Regions from separate parts of the Sus scrofa genome. Here regions 1 and 3 are each linked to region 2. A link is a contact called in public Hi-C data. All regions are on one chromosome and are shown on one strand. The core of a region is the stretch at or near the end of the contact, and the rest is flanking DNA. Distances in the headings are between cores, read along the strand shown. Region 1 holds the start of GRK2 (G protein-coupled receptor kinase 2). Region 2 holds the start of CLCF1 (cardiotrophin-like cytokine factor 1). Region 3 holds the start of TMEM134 (transmembrane protein 134).

Evidence for each region. Hi-C and Micro-C count contacts between places; a contact is called where the count stands out from the background.
Region 1: a Hi-C map of alveolar macrophages shows a contact between it and region 2, with 2.0 times the contacts expected there. The contact joins the promoter of GRK2 here to the promoter of CLCF1 in region 2. A contact is called at or near these places in 1 of 5 promoter capture datasets (liver), 9 of 47 Hi-C or Micro-C datasets (alveolar macrophages, embryonic fibroblasts, liver and 5 more) and 2 of 2 datasets of contacts at active chromatin or transcription factors (alveolar macrophages and skeletal muscle).
Region 3: a contact with region 2 is called in a Hi-C map of epiblast stem cells, with 2.2 times the contacts expected there. The contact joins the promoter of TMEM134 here to the promoter of CLCF1 in region 2. A contact is called at or near these places in 1 of 5 promoter capture datasets (fetal skeletal muscle), 14 of 47 Hi-C or Micro-C datasets (blood, embryonic fibroblasts, epiblast stem cells and 8 more) and 2 of 2 datasets of contacts at active chromatin or transcription factors (alveolar macrophages and skeletal muscle).

The regions. Positions count from the first base shown.
Region 1 is chr2:5,225,241-5,229,830 of Sscrofa11.1, forward strand. GRK2 (G protein-coupled receptor kinase 2) reads right to left here and starts at 2,175. Exons shown (of 21, transcript NM_001244878.1): 1 at 2,092-2,175. The coding sequence starts at 2,162.
Region 2 is chr2:5,140,643-5,145,319 of Sscrofa11.1, forward strand. CLCF1 (cardiotrophin-like cytokine factor 1) reads left to right here and starts at 1,673. Exons shown (of 3, transcript XM_021082764.1): 1 at 1,673-3,053. The coding sequence starts at 2,870.
Region 3 is chr2:5,054,621-5,059,173 of Sscrofa11.1, forward strand. TMEM134 (transmembrane protein 134) reads left to right here and starts at 2,633. Exons shown (of 7, transcript XM_021082746.1): 1 at 2,633-2,914; 2 at 3,872-3,936; 3 at 4,274-4,426; 4 at 4,539-4,553. The coding sequence starts at 2,741.

The sequences.
Region 1 (4,590 bases), core at 925-3,424, 85 kb after region 2:
GACGGCGTCTCCTCCGAGGCGGGAGGCCCCTCGTGGCCTTGGTGCAGGAACGGCCACTGCTGGGGCCACTAGTCCGTCTCATGGCGTGGGCCATCTAGCCAACATCATGCCGCCAGATCGTGACCCTACGTGAGGACTCACAATACCTGGTTCTCCGGCTCTTGCTGTTCCCCTAAAACTCCCGGCCCACCTGGTTTCAGACTCGACACAGTCCTGAAATTTCTTGAGCAACTACTACACGCGAGGCACGGCCTTGCCAACCCCACAGGTTGGTTTTTGGCTCGACTGAGATGACACATGTCCCAAACAAGTCAATTATTCTCATTTCCACCATCAGGCCTACCGCCGCCATCACGATCATGGCGGGTAAAGGGACAGGGAAAGGACCATCTTGGTTCTCGGGGTTCTAGCACCTGCAGAGCCAACCCAAGGCGGGGCCCCGTCGGCAGCAAAGCATTCTGGGACGAGATTACCCAAACGCAGAGAATTCTAGAAAAGGCCCCGCCTCACAGTTTACACAAGTCCGACCCACAGGAGGGTCTTGAGGCCCGCGGCCACCACGGAGAGTCACTGCGAACCCCAGAGGTTGACGCCCCCATTTCCTCCCTCGTGGCTTTGTCATTTCTGAACTCATTTTGTTCTAACTGTCGCTGCTCCCTGGACAGCCCCCAGCTGACAGTCAGTCTGGTTCCTGTTTTGAGAAATCTGATTGCAAATGTCTTAAAAAGGGGGGGGGTGCCCTAACGGCCTTTTCAAAATGCAGACCGATTTTCCTCTCCCAGGCCTGGTGTTCAGTCAATTCGAAAGCCAGCAAACAGGGCCCAGTGGAGGGGACCGGAGATGCTGGCCCCGCAGCTTTGGGCCCTGCTTCAGACACTCAGGATGCCACGGTCACAGTCCTTATTTCGCACCCACCGCGTTTCACAGATGAGAACACTGAGGCCCTGAAATGGGAAGGGACTTGCCCAAAGTCACATGATAAGACCATGACAGCTCAGAGGGGCCCAGGCTCCTGGGCCGGCTGGGCCGGCTGGGCCTCAGCATGGCAACTCCCAGGCAGAGATAGAGGAGTTGCTGGGACTGGTGGTAGGCCCGTGGCTCTTGCAGTTGCAGAATAACAGGTCCCCGCTCAGGCCAGAAGGGTGGCCACATTGTGGAACCAGCAGCCGGAAGCCCTGATCTGGCAGCCAGGCACCACCCTGGACTACCTGTGACACTGAGCAGGCTACTCCCATCTGGGCCTTCGGCTTCCCCACCTGTTCCACACTGGTTCTACCCACCCATGGGCTGCTTGACGCTCAAACAATGGGAAAATACTCTAGAAGCCATAAAACACTGGACAGCCTGAGCTACTGCCTGTATCCTGTCTGTTCCTGTCCCTAAATCCTGAACAGTTTAAACTTTGATATCAGGTGCAATGTCATCAGTTGTCTCACAGAGAGGTGGCAGCCGTGGTCCAGCTGCTGCAGGGGTGCCGGGACGTCCCCTGGCAAATGGCACCCACAGGGCACCGCAAGCAGGGCCTGCCGGAGGACGAATTCGCGGGGAGAGGGACAGATGGTGTCTTAATGGGATGGGGCGCACACCGTACCCTGCTCCCCACCACCGCCCCAGCCCCTAAAGCCGAATTCAAACCCCACCCCAAGCCAACGACCCACCCGAAGAATGGGGAAGACCCAGTATCCCCCAAACCTCAGGCAAGTGTCCACCCGAGGGGGCCAGGGTGGGGGCAGTGGCACCCGGGGGGCGGGTGCTGGGAGCAGGGGCAGCGGAACGAAGGGAGGAAGAGTCCGGCCAGGCAGATGGGGCAGGCAGGGGAGGGGACCCAGGGCTACCCGAGGAGAATGAAGGGGAGCAGGGAGCCCCTGGGGCCGACAGAGACCGGGGCCAGGCAGAGTGTGTGACGGGAGAGGGAGGCACAGTGGGGCAGGGGGCACCGGGCGGGTCGGGGAGCCAGGGGAGCTGGCAAGCCCGGCGCTGGGGCGCGCCGGGTTCAGGTGCACAGGCCCGGGGCGCCGGGGGCAGAAGGGGTCCCGGGGCCAGTGCCCGGGGGTCTGGGGCCGCGGGGCGCGGGGCCGGCGCCCGCCTCACCTGGGCTCGGGCAGCAGGATCTTCTTGCTGGCGCGCGCGGCCGGCGTGGCCTTGCTCTTCTCCATGGCCATCAGGTAGCTCACGTCGGCCAGCACCGCCTCCAGGTCCGCCATCTTGGCGGCGGCGGCGGCCTCTCCCGCCGCTCGGCTCCGCTCCGCTCCGCTCGGCGCGCTCGGCCCGGCCCGGCCGCTCCGTCGGCCTCGGGCGCCGCCGCCCGCCTGGCCCCGCTGGGCGCCCGCGGCTCCGCTCGCCGCGGCTCACAGGCGGCGCCGCCCCATGGCGCCGGCTCGGGCCCGGCCCCGGCTCGCTCCGCTCCCGCCGGGACTGCAGTCGGGCCGCCGCCGCCGCCGCCGCCGCCACCGCCACCGCCGCCGCCGCCGCCGCCGCCACCCGCGCCCCGGAGCCGCCGCCGCCTCCGGCCCCGCCTGCCGCGCACAGCGCCAGCGAGCCCGCGAGGGGCCGGGCGGCCGGGCGGCGGCGCCCCCTGGAGGCCGCGCGGGTGGCCTGAGACTGACCCCCGGGGCCACCCGGACCCCGTCTCAGCTCCGCCCCGTGGCCTCGGATCTCGGACCCCAACCTTCAGCCGAGACCCTGACCCCGGACGTGGAACACGGCAGGGACCTGGCCCGAAGAAGCCCCCAGACCCAGACCTGGACCGCAGCTCGGATCCCAGACTCCACAAGAGGCCATGGCCGGGACCGCAGACTGGCGTTTCAGAACGTAATCCCAGGGACTTGGGTCTCAGAGCCTGGCTGTAACCCCTGACCCCTGACCTTGGACACAGTCGGAAATCGCACCGCAGACCCGGATAACATTCCTGACCCCAGACTCCGAACAGGACCTCAGACCTAGACCTTGGACCACCACCTCAGACTCTGACCATGGCCTGGGATCAACACTCTGAGCCCACCCCCCCGCCCTTCACATCCAGACCCTACCACTGACCCCAGACCCAGATTGTGGACCATGACCTCAAACACTTGATGCCACCCACGGACCACGACCTCCATCCCACCTTGGTTGCTGACCCCAACCTTGATCCCACCCTCAGACTCAGACCGCTATCATGACCCTAAACCCTGGACTTGAGAGCAGGGCCCAGACCCAGATGTGGGCCATTCACTGCAGACCAGGGTTCTAGACCCAACATCAAAAACTCTGAACATGGTGAGTTCCCGTCGTGGCGCAGTGGTTAACGAATCCGACTAGGAACCATGAGGTTTCGGGTTCGGTCCCTGGCCTTGCTCAGTGGGTTAATTATCCGGCGTTGCCATGAGCTGTGGCATAGGGTGGTGGCTACGGCTCTGATTAGACCCCTAGCCTGGGAACCTCCATGTGCTGCAGGAGCGGCCCAAGAAATGGCGAAAAGACAAAAAAACCCCAAAAAACTCTGAACATGGACCCAGGACCAGGACATCCAACTGGGACTGAGACTGGACCTAGAACATTGAACAGGTTGCCATGGACCTGGGAGCTGAAAAATGCAGTCAGACTCCAGACCTCCATGAGTCCCAATCCTCACTCCTCCTGCTCCAGACCCAATCCTGGCCCCAGGACTCCCACTCAGGACCAAGGACCCTGCATCGCCCCCCTTGCCCCACTACCCCCAGGACCTGGGAGGGCATGGGGGGTCACAGTGCTGCCTGGCCAGGGGCACTTACTCTGCTGAGAGCCCATGGGGACAGGAACCCATGTGTCTCCAAGCAGCACCCGCTATCACAACATGCCACTCTAGAGCCTCTCTCTGCTTTCCAAGGTGACAAGATCCCCTCCCCGTCCTAGGTACTTGGGGCCCAAGCTTCACGCCAGTTTGTGGGCCAACAACCAGTACCCTTTTGCAAAGCAGGAGACTCTGTGCACTTCTCAGCCTACCTTCTGAAATCAGCCTTGGCAGAGCCTGGAAGATGGCAAGATCACTTGAAGATGGCGAGGTCCCCTTCTCAGTGGGGGCACCACCATCCACCCAGATGCCCAAGCTAGAACTGCAGACATCATCCTTGACCCTCTCCCTCCTCCAACCCTGATCTGTCACCACACCCTCCTATCTGGCCTCCTGAGGCTCTTCTTAAACCCATCTGCTTCTGGGGAGTTCCCTGGTGGTCCAGTGGTTTGGACTTGGTGCTTTCACCCCTGCAGCCCGGATTCGATCCCTGATCTGGGAACTGAGATCCCACATCAAGCCACTGCCCGCTGTGACCAAAAAAAAAGATAACAAGAAAAAAAGGTAAGCTATAATACATGGAGGGGATAAGCAACAAACAAAATTTTACTGTATAGCACAGAGAACTATAATTCAGTGTCCTATGATAAACCATAACAGAGGAGCTCCCACTGTGGCACAATGGGCTAAGAATCCCACCGCAGCAGCTTGGGTCACTGCAGAGGTGCAGGTTTGATCCCTGGCTTGGCACAGTGGGTTAAAGGATCTGGTGTTGTTGTAGCTGTGGCTCAAAGCTGCTGCTTGGATTCAGTCTCTGGCCAGGAACATTCATATGCTGT
Region 2 (4,677 bases), core at 423-2,922:
ACCCTCAGTGGGACAGATGGATGGGGAGCTCAGGGGTCGGGTGTCTCCTCTAACCTCTGCCCTGCCCCCACCAGCAATCCCAGACTGTGAGCTGGGAGGGCCCCTTTCCCAGAGCCACTCAGCAGCAGGAACTTTCCCAAAGTCCCCAGCTAGAAACCAGAGGGCGGCCACCTGTGCCCCACCGCCCCACAGAAACGCTGGAGGGGCCACTCCTGCTCGGCCTCTGCCTTATTCCTTCTCCCACCAACTCCAACAGCCCACCCCCGTCTGGGATTTGGCAGAATAAAGGCATAGTCTTTATTCCGGCCCCCACCCCAACCCAACTGGCAGTTCCTAGCCTGCTGCCTTTGCCCAGACATGGCAGAGGGGCACTGGCAACTTGGAGATGGAGTTGATTTTCCCTTTGGCAGTGGGGGGGAGGGGGAGGGGGAGAGGCTCCCCCCAGCCCACTCCACGAGGGGGGAGGGCAGGGATGCAAGTCCAGGCAAGAGGCAGAGGGAGAACACGACTTCCCCAGCGTATGGGGTCACGGCATCGAGCGGGGAGTGGGGCGGCGGGGGGGCGGGGGGAAGAGCTGTGTGGAAAGCCAGTTGTCCCTGCACCCACCTGGCCCCGCGGTCCCCATTTCAGAGCTGCAGCCTTTGGTTCCTGCAAACCAAAGCTTTTAGGCTCCGGAGGTGACCATTTGCTGGGGGGTCGGCGTCCCCCCCTCTCCAGGCAGGGCAGTCTGCTCCCTTCCTCCTTCCCACTCCCACCCATCTATTTGCCTCTTTGTGTCTCCTCTTTCCTGCCCCGGCCCTTGTCTTCTCCCTCCTCTTCCCTCAGCTCCCACCCACCTCCTCCTCCAGCGCCCGCTCCCTCTCTCTCCTGTCTCTCCTGGCCCCCTCCTCCCCTCCCGTGTCAGCCGCTTTCTCCCTGACTCAGCAAGGTGCTTTATAAGGTGCTGAGGGGCTCAGCCAAATCCAAACCACATTGTCTGTGTCCTCTCCACCAGCAGCGGCTGCAGACGGGGGAGAAGGACTTGGGCTGCCCACCCCCCCCTTCTCTTGGGGCTCCCTCCCTCCCAAAGAGTGGCTGCTAGAGGACCTCCTGGGCCAGCCTCAGTGCCAGTCACCCACTGGGCATCCGCCTCCCTGACCTTGGCATGGGCATCCGAAGATCTTCGGGCTCACCGGCCAAGAATGTCATTGAAACGCCAGGGTTCTGGCTGGGGGAGGGGCAGGGGAGGCCCCCCTCCAGGCAGGTTTCCTCCAGTGGCTCCTGATGCCCCAGAAAACTCCCTGCCCCCCATCCCAAGCCAGCTCCCCTTTCCCAGCTCTTTTTTTCCTCCTTTAGGGGGGGGAAAAAAAAAGAAAGAAAGAAAGAAGAGGGAAAAAAACCCAACAACAAAGTCTGTCCCACTCCAGTGAGGTAATTGAAAACAAACTTCTTCCCCACCCCCCCACCCCCCCACCCCAGTCCTCCAAGTGCAGAAAAGGGAAGAGCTGCCCTGGGAGCCCAGGGCCGGTCATGACCAAGCTGCCTGCTCTGACCCACAGGCTGGAGGGGCTGGGGCAGGGCTGGCAGGGCACCCTGCTTCCTCTGGGGGCACCAGGGCAGGAGCGGTGATGCTACTCCCTGGGGAAGCACCGTCCAGGTCTGGCCCACGCCCGCCTCTCCCTCTTTGAAACAGCAAGTAAACAACAACAAAGGCAACTTATTACCGAGTGATTTAATTGGTGGTCTGGTCCTAGACACCCAAGCCTTGGAGACCGAATGACTGTCCCCCAAGCAAAGTCACGGAGTGGGGACATCCGCTCGCCCCCAGATGAGAGCTGTTTCTTGCCTGGCCGCCCTCTGCGGAGGGAGAAAGGGAGACCCTCCAGGGAGGGTGGGGGCTTGCGGGTCCCCGGGGATCCCGCCTGCAGGTCTCAACCCAGGCCTGAGGGAAGGAGGGAGGAAGAGCCCTGCACAGCCAGCCACGCGCGCCCGCCACCGGAGCACCCAAAGCCAGACCCCAAAGGCCGGAGGAAGCCAACTGTCTTGACGGGGACGCGGTTCCCAAGCGGGGCCGCTTGGTCTGTCCATTGCCTTGAATCTGAGAGGTCTCGCTGAGTCACCCCCGAAGCCTCTGGTGTTGAAACTGGTCCGGTGCCTCGTGCTGATTAATGAGTTACAAATCCCCCACCCATGAGCACTCTCCTGGCCACGGGGAGGAGAATGAAGGACCCCGTGAACTTGAGGGGAAAACCCTCAACCAAGCGCCCTCTTCTCTCCTCCCGGCCAGGGCAGTGGGCCTGTGGTGCCCTCTTCCTGCCCCCCAGGGGGCATTGTGAGCCGGTTAGTCACCTGCCCCAGCCCCAGCGCCTCGCTTAGCCTGGGCTTTTGGAAATGGGACAGGCGGCGGGACAATAGGCAGGGGGGGGCGGTCAGCCCAGACAAAGGGCAGCAGGAAAAACACCATCACTTGCTTCGAGGCCAGCTCGCTGGCATTTGGGAGAATGTGTCATTGCATTTACTCAGGGGGAGGGGGAGGGGAGGGAAGGTTAGCGATGTGGAGACAGAGGTAGAGTGAGAGCTGGGACCCCGCCGGGCCGGGGGGCTGGCGCCCCCGGGGCCGACTCGGAGGGAGAAGAAAAGGAGCGGGCAGCCCACTCCCCTGGCTCTTGGGAGTTTGCAGTCGGACCGATGCCCTCCCGCCCCCTCCCCCAGGAGGCCCAGGGTGGTACCGCCGCAGCCTCGCCTCACCTCACCCCCCCTCGGGGTTGTGGGAGGGAGAGGAGCCCCAGAAGCCCTCCCTTCCCTCCTCCCCCCTCCTCCCCCCACCCCGGGGAGGGCCGCTACAATTTGTGGTTACAGCTTTACACGTCAGAAAAAAAAAGTTTGCAGAATGTCCCACACCGAAAAAAAAAAAAAAAATCCGAAACCGAACGAAAAAAACCTGCGAGTGGGCCTGGCGGATGGGATTATTAAAGCTTCGCCGGAGCCGCGGCTCGCCCTCCCACTCCGCCAGCCTCCGGGAGAGGAGCCGCGCCCGGCCCGCCCGGCCCCCAGCCCCATGGACCTCCGAGCAGGTAGGAGCCAGGCGTCCGAGGCCCCGGCCCCCGCCCCCGCCCGGGAGCCGCGAGATCCGGTTCCCGTCCTTCCCCCGGGGAGTCCCGAGCCGGGGCCGGGCCGGGGAGCCGGGCGCTGCCCCCGCCAGCGGGGCTCGGGCCGGGGGAGGCACCGCTGGGCGCCCTCGAGAGGGGGCCGGGCGGGGACGCGGCGTTCCTGGAGTCCGCTCGGCGGGGGCCGGGAGGTGGCCGGGAGCGCGGCGGGGAGCCCGGGCGACCCGCAGACCTGGGAGGCGGCAACCTGGAGCCCGGCGAGGCGGGGTCCCGGGATCCCGGAGGACGGAGCCCCGCGCCAAAGTCGGGGAGATCGGGTCCGAGGCGGGCGCGGGGCTGCGGGAGGGAGACGCGGCGCGCGGGGCCGCGGGGGCCGGGGAGGAAGAGGGAGGAAGGGGGGAGGCACCGGGGAGCCCCAGGCCGGGCCGGCGGGAGGCGCGCGGAGGCCGACACCTCGGGCCGCGCCGCTCTCCCTCCCCGGCCCGCCGGGAGGGGAGGGCGGGAAGGAGGGCGGGCGAGAGGAGAGAGAAGGGCGGAGGGCAGAGCCGGGCTGGGCCGGCTCGGGCCGCGGGAGTCGCGGCTTCCTCGATGCGCGCCGCGCGGCCGGAGCCCACCATGCTGCCCGCGGCCGGGGAGCCGGCGGCAGGTAGGGGCCGGGCGGCGGCAGCGAGCCCCCCCAACCCCCCGGGCCGGCCGGCCGCGGCCTGGGAGTGATTAGTGCGGGGGGCAGGAGAGTCTGTCACCGGCCAGGGAGCCGGGCCAGCGGCCGCTCGGCCGCGGCGGCGGCGGCCCGCGGGAGGGCGGGCAGGGCAGGGAGTTGACGCGCGGGAAAGGGCAGCGGCCCGGCCGAGCCCGGAGCCCGGCGCCCCGGACCCCGCCCCCGCCCCCGCCGCCGGGAAGGGAGCGACCGGGCGGGAGCGGGCCGGGGGCGGGGCCGGGGGCGCCGGGGCCACACAGGGGGAAGGCGCCGCCGGCGCCGCCGCCGCGGGAGGGGTCGGAGCGAGAGGTCACCGCCGAGGGGGAGGGCCAGCGAGCAGGGTTCTCGGGCCTCGCCCCTCGAGCGCAACCCCAAGCCCCCCGGGCCTCGCCGGGGTCCCCTCGTCCCGGCTTCCCCCTTCCCTCCCAGCACCTCCACTCTGCGCTGCAGAAGCCCTCCCCACAGACTCCCAGTCCCGGAGGACGCGTCCCTGTTTCCTCCGGTGCCGCCGGGCCTGGCCCTCCCCGCCGGGGTAGGAGGGGGCGGGGAGGCTGGGGGTCCGCTCGACAGGAGGGGTCCGAGCCTCGGCCAGAGGCTGTGGGTGAGGGCACTGGAGCCACTTCTCTGTTGGGGGCGCTCTCTGACCCCCGACCCATGCCGGCCGACACCTCTGTGCTTTCACTCTCCGAGCACACAGCTGGTCCGCCCGAAGGGGCACAGGGCACTTGCCCCCGACAGATCAGGTGCCCCACCCCCACCTCACCCACTGGCTCAGTCGCTGCCCTGGAGCCAGGCACTCCACCAGGGCAGGAAACGGGCATCAGGCAGCGATGGCAGCAACTGTCACCCAGCAGCGCCAGAAGTCTCTCCTCCCAGCTGCTGGAATGGCTCCCT
Region 3 (4,553 bases), core at 1,383-3,882, 85 kb before region 2:
GACAAAGTAAGGAGACAAAGACAGGAAGGAGACACGTGCAACAAGAAAACCTAGCGAGAGGTTAAAACTTAAGCATGTACAGGAGTTCCCGCTATGGGGCAGAGGGCTAAGAATCTAACTGTGATGGCTCGGGTGTTGTGGAGGAGCAGGTTCCATTCCTGGCCTGGTCCCGTGGGTTAAAGGATCTGGCGTTGTTGCAGCTGTGGGCAGGCTGCCGCTGTGGCTTCGATCCCTTGCCCAGAAACTTCCATATGCCTCGGGCGAGACCATTCAAAAAAACCACTTAGATGTATGTGTACAGATGTGTGAATCAGCAGGGACAAGGTAGAAACCCAACAGAAAGAAATGGACACAGGCTATGAATAGGCAGTTCGCAGAAAAGGGGCCGCCGTGGCTGACGAGTACATGAAGACCTGTTCATAGTCTCCTGTGGTCAGAGATCCCAGGTGGACAAGAGGCACAGCTCAAGAGTCATCAGGTTGGCAAGCCATTAACAAAGCAGGAACACCAGATGCTTAGAGAAAATCAGAACCCGTGTGGTAGGTGTACAAATTGGCACAACCACTCGAGAGACCACTCATGGGAGCTTGTGATGTCAGGGGCCTGGAAGTCCTAATTCCAGAGGGATTTTTCCACAGTCCTAAGGGGACGGTAAAGATGCTCGCGGCAGCGACGAATGCAATGGGGGTGCTGAGGCCGAGCTGAGTGTGCGTCATGGGGCGGGCACTAAAAGTGAGACGCTCAACACGGAATGCCACGTGCAGCTAGGAGAAGCAGAAATGAGATGCATGTGGAAAATATTAGTGTTGAGTGTAAAAATGTAGAAATGCAAACAGAATGAGTTTTATGCACGGTGCCATGTTTGTAAACTGCAAGCACATCCACATGGGAGCTGGTGAGCGCCATGCAGAACAGAGGGCCAGGCAGCCTCCAAGGAAGCCGGCTGAGCACACAGATCTGGGGTCCGATGGAAAGGAGCAGGGAGAGGGCAGTGGAGGAGAGGAGGGAAAGTGAATGGACATAACTCGAGGGATCTTGCGATGATGTTCGCAAACTGAGAGGCAGGACTGACCCAACTCTGTACGTGAGGCCATAAGATGAAGTGGGGTGGGTGGGTGGAGAAGGATGAGTGCCCCAGAGCTTGGTGGACCTGGGTTCAAATCCCAGTTCTACCACTTGCATGCATTTGGGAGTTGGGCAAAGCACACAGTCTTCCGCAAATATCCACTGAAGATCTACTAGTGCCAAATAACTGTTCTGAGTGTGGCAGATCCAGTAATAAGACAGTGTAAAATCAGCTAATTTTGGAGTTCCCGTTGTGGTTCAGTAGGTTAAGAACCCGACTAGTATCCATGAGAATATGGGTTATATCCCTGGCCTGCCTCAGTGGGTTAGGGACCCAGTATTGCTGCAACCTATGGTGTAGGTCACAGATGCAGCTGGATTCAGCGTTGCTGTGGCCGTGGTATAGCCTGGCAGCTGCGGCTCTGATTCCACTCCTAGCCTGGGAACTTCCATATGCCACAGGTACAGCCCTAAAAACAAAAATAAAATAAATTTCTGGTAAGTGCTGTGTGATATGAAGTTGACTTTATTTACTTTTTTGTCTTTTTAGGGTTGTACCCACAGCATGTGGAAGTTCCCAAGCTAGGGGTCAAACTGGAGCTGTAGCTGCCGGCCACAGCCACAGCCACAGCCACACCAGTCCCAGTCACATATGCGAGCTACACCACAGCTCACCAGGTCCTTAACCCACTAAGTGAGGCCAGGGATTGAACCTGAGTCCTCATGGCTACTAGTCCGTTTAACTGCTGAACCACAAAGGGAACTCCGTGAAACTGACTTTATTTTTGCTTTTTAGGGCCACACCCAGGGTATATGGAGGTTCCCAGGCTAGGGGTCGAATCTGAGCTGTAACTGCTAGCCTATGCCACAGTCACAGCCACACCAGATCCAACCTGCGTCTGCAACCTACACCACAGATCACGGCAACACTGGATCCTTAAACCACTGAGCGATGCCAGGGAGCGAACTTCAACCTCATGGTTCCTAGTCGGCTTCCTTTCCTCTGTGCCACAATGGGACCTCCAAGAGTTCAGATACTATTCTAACCACAGTGAAAAACCAAGGGATGGTTTTATGCAGAGGAGTGACTTGGCAGCATGCTTTAAAAAATAAAAAAAAAAAGTTTTATTTAAGACTAACTAAGGATCCATTATGTCTAAAAGAGCACTTTAGCTGCTGCTGCGTGGAAACTATATTGGAGGAGAGTACAAGCTACATCTGTACGGCGGCGAGAATCATCCCCGGAGCAGGGCCATGGTGAGTAAGTGTGGGGGAACCGTTCCTAAGAGTCGCCTTGGCACTCGAGGAGCGAGCTGGGATGCGGAAGGCTGGAGCGTAGCAGCCCATCCAAGCCCCGCGTACAGGCCCAGGATTGCGTCCGAGCCGTATCCTCGGTCGCTCGCCTAGGCGGCCGCTGGGCGGCGCCGCGAGTCCAGCTCGAGTCCAGTCCGGACGAGAGGCAGCCCTGCGCACTAGTCAGCTCGGCGCTCGGCAGCTCTAGCCTGCCGAGGGCGGGGCCGTTATGGAAGGGCGGGGCCTCGGCCAGGGCGCCGGACCGTCGGGCAACCTAGACGACAGCACGGGGCGGGGTCTGCGCGCGGGGGCGGGGCCTGGGCGACGCGGGGCCGGCGGGAGCAGATGGCGACGGCGCTGGGCGCCTGAGCGGGCTGGGGCCATGAGCGCCGCCCGGCCCCAGTTCTGCATCGATGACGCCTTCGAACTGTCCCTGGAGGACGCGGGCCCCGGCCCCGAGTCCGGCGGAGTCGCCCGCTTCGGGCCGCTGCACTTCGAGCGCCGGGCCCGGTTCGAGGTGGCCGAGGAGGACAAGCAGTCCCGCCTGCGCTACCAGGTGAAGGGCCCGGCCCACCTCACCCCACACCTGGGTCTGGGCGGACCCCAGGCCGGCCCCCGGAGAATCCCAACTCGGGAGGATCTGATTAGAGGCCTCAGCCGGAGTGGGAGATCGCCTCCCGGACGTGGCCACTGATCCAGATCCCTGCCCAAACTTTCGTAGCTATGATTTCAGTGCCCGGCCACCACTGGAGAGCCCAGAACTCAGATTCGGGAGCTGATACCCCACCCCGAGCTAGAGATCCCATCCTGGATGCCCCACCGATCCTGGGTACTGACGCTCCCTCCCCTTACCCTACAGGACTGGAAGCTCTTCTGTACCAGAACCAAACCTTGTCTATACTCAGGAGCAGTCCCCTGAGCCCCAGGCCAGATAATCTAGGGAGCCAGCACCCCCTCTTCTGTTCTGAAAGTCCCCGTGCCTTCCTCTCCTCCAGAGCCGAGGCCCCCACTCACATGATGAGTCCTGGCGGATGCCTTGCCTCCCGCTAAACTGGAAATGCCCGTTTTCCCAGAGACTCTCCACCAGCTCTAGAATGCTTTTCTTGGAAACCTGGACCAGATTGCTGTGCCACAAATCTGGAAACTTTTGGCTTGTCCTGCCCTGGCACCCCACATCCAGAGCAGCCATACTGCACCCCTGAAATACCATCCTGACATCTCCACCGTGACTCACAAGCTTGGGAGATCACTGGGCCCTGGGACCCATGCTGGGAGCCCTCCACCAGCCCCTGCGGGCTCCTCCCTGCCAAACCCCCAGCACCCACCTGCTACCAGGGTTTCAGTTTCTGTGAATCATCAAACCCGTTGTTCTTCTCTGGGGAGGGCAGGGCGGAGGGAGTAGCTGTCAAGCGGCCAGGCAAACAGCTGTGTGGGCTGGCTTCCTTCTTCACCAGAGGGGTGTGAGGAAAGGCCTGAACCTCGTAACCCCACTGGGCCCTGTGTTCTGAAATAGAACCTGGAGAACGATGAGGATGGAGCCCAAGCCTCTCCGGAGCCGGATGGGGGAGTCAGCACCAGGTCAGGGCCAGGTGGGGACCCACCCCGAACTCCTAGCCCAGGCCCCTGGCCCCCGCTCAGTCCTCTTCCTTACCTTACTCAGCTCTCATATCCTGTCCTACAAGAGGGGGGCCCTGTCCTGCACCCTACCCTAATGCCAGCCTCACCCCACCCCAACCAGGCTCTTTATCCTGCAGAAACCCCCAGCCAGGTCTGGCCGCTAGTCAAGTGTCCCACGGGAATCCCTAGCTTGAAATTCCCCAGCCTTCTTCCACCCCCAGTCCTGCAGAAACCCCCAGCCCTTGAATTCCTCTTCACCCCTGATCCCTTAGGGGATCAGTGTCCCCTAATCTTGCAGGAACACCCAGCCCATGTCCCAAAGGGTCCCCTTGCCCCCTCACTGGGCCCACTCGTCCTGCAGAGATTCGGGCCGCACATCCATCCGCAGCTCGCAGTGGTCTTTTAGCACCATCAGCAGCAGCACTCAGCGCTCCTACAATGCCTGCTGCAGGTGAGACCCTGCCCGGTACAGCAGCCGGGCGGGGGAGGGTGGCAGGAGTGGGGGGTGGGAGCAGGGGCTCCTGTCACCTCTTTCACACCCATCCTGCTCTGCTGCCATCCAGCTGGACTCAACACCC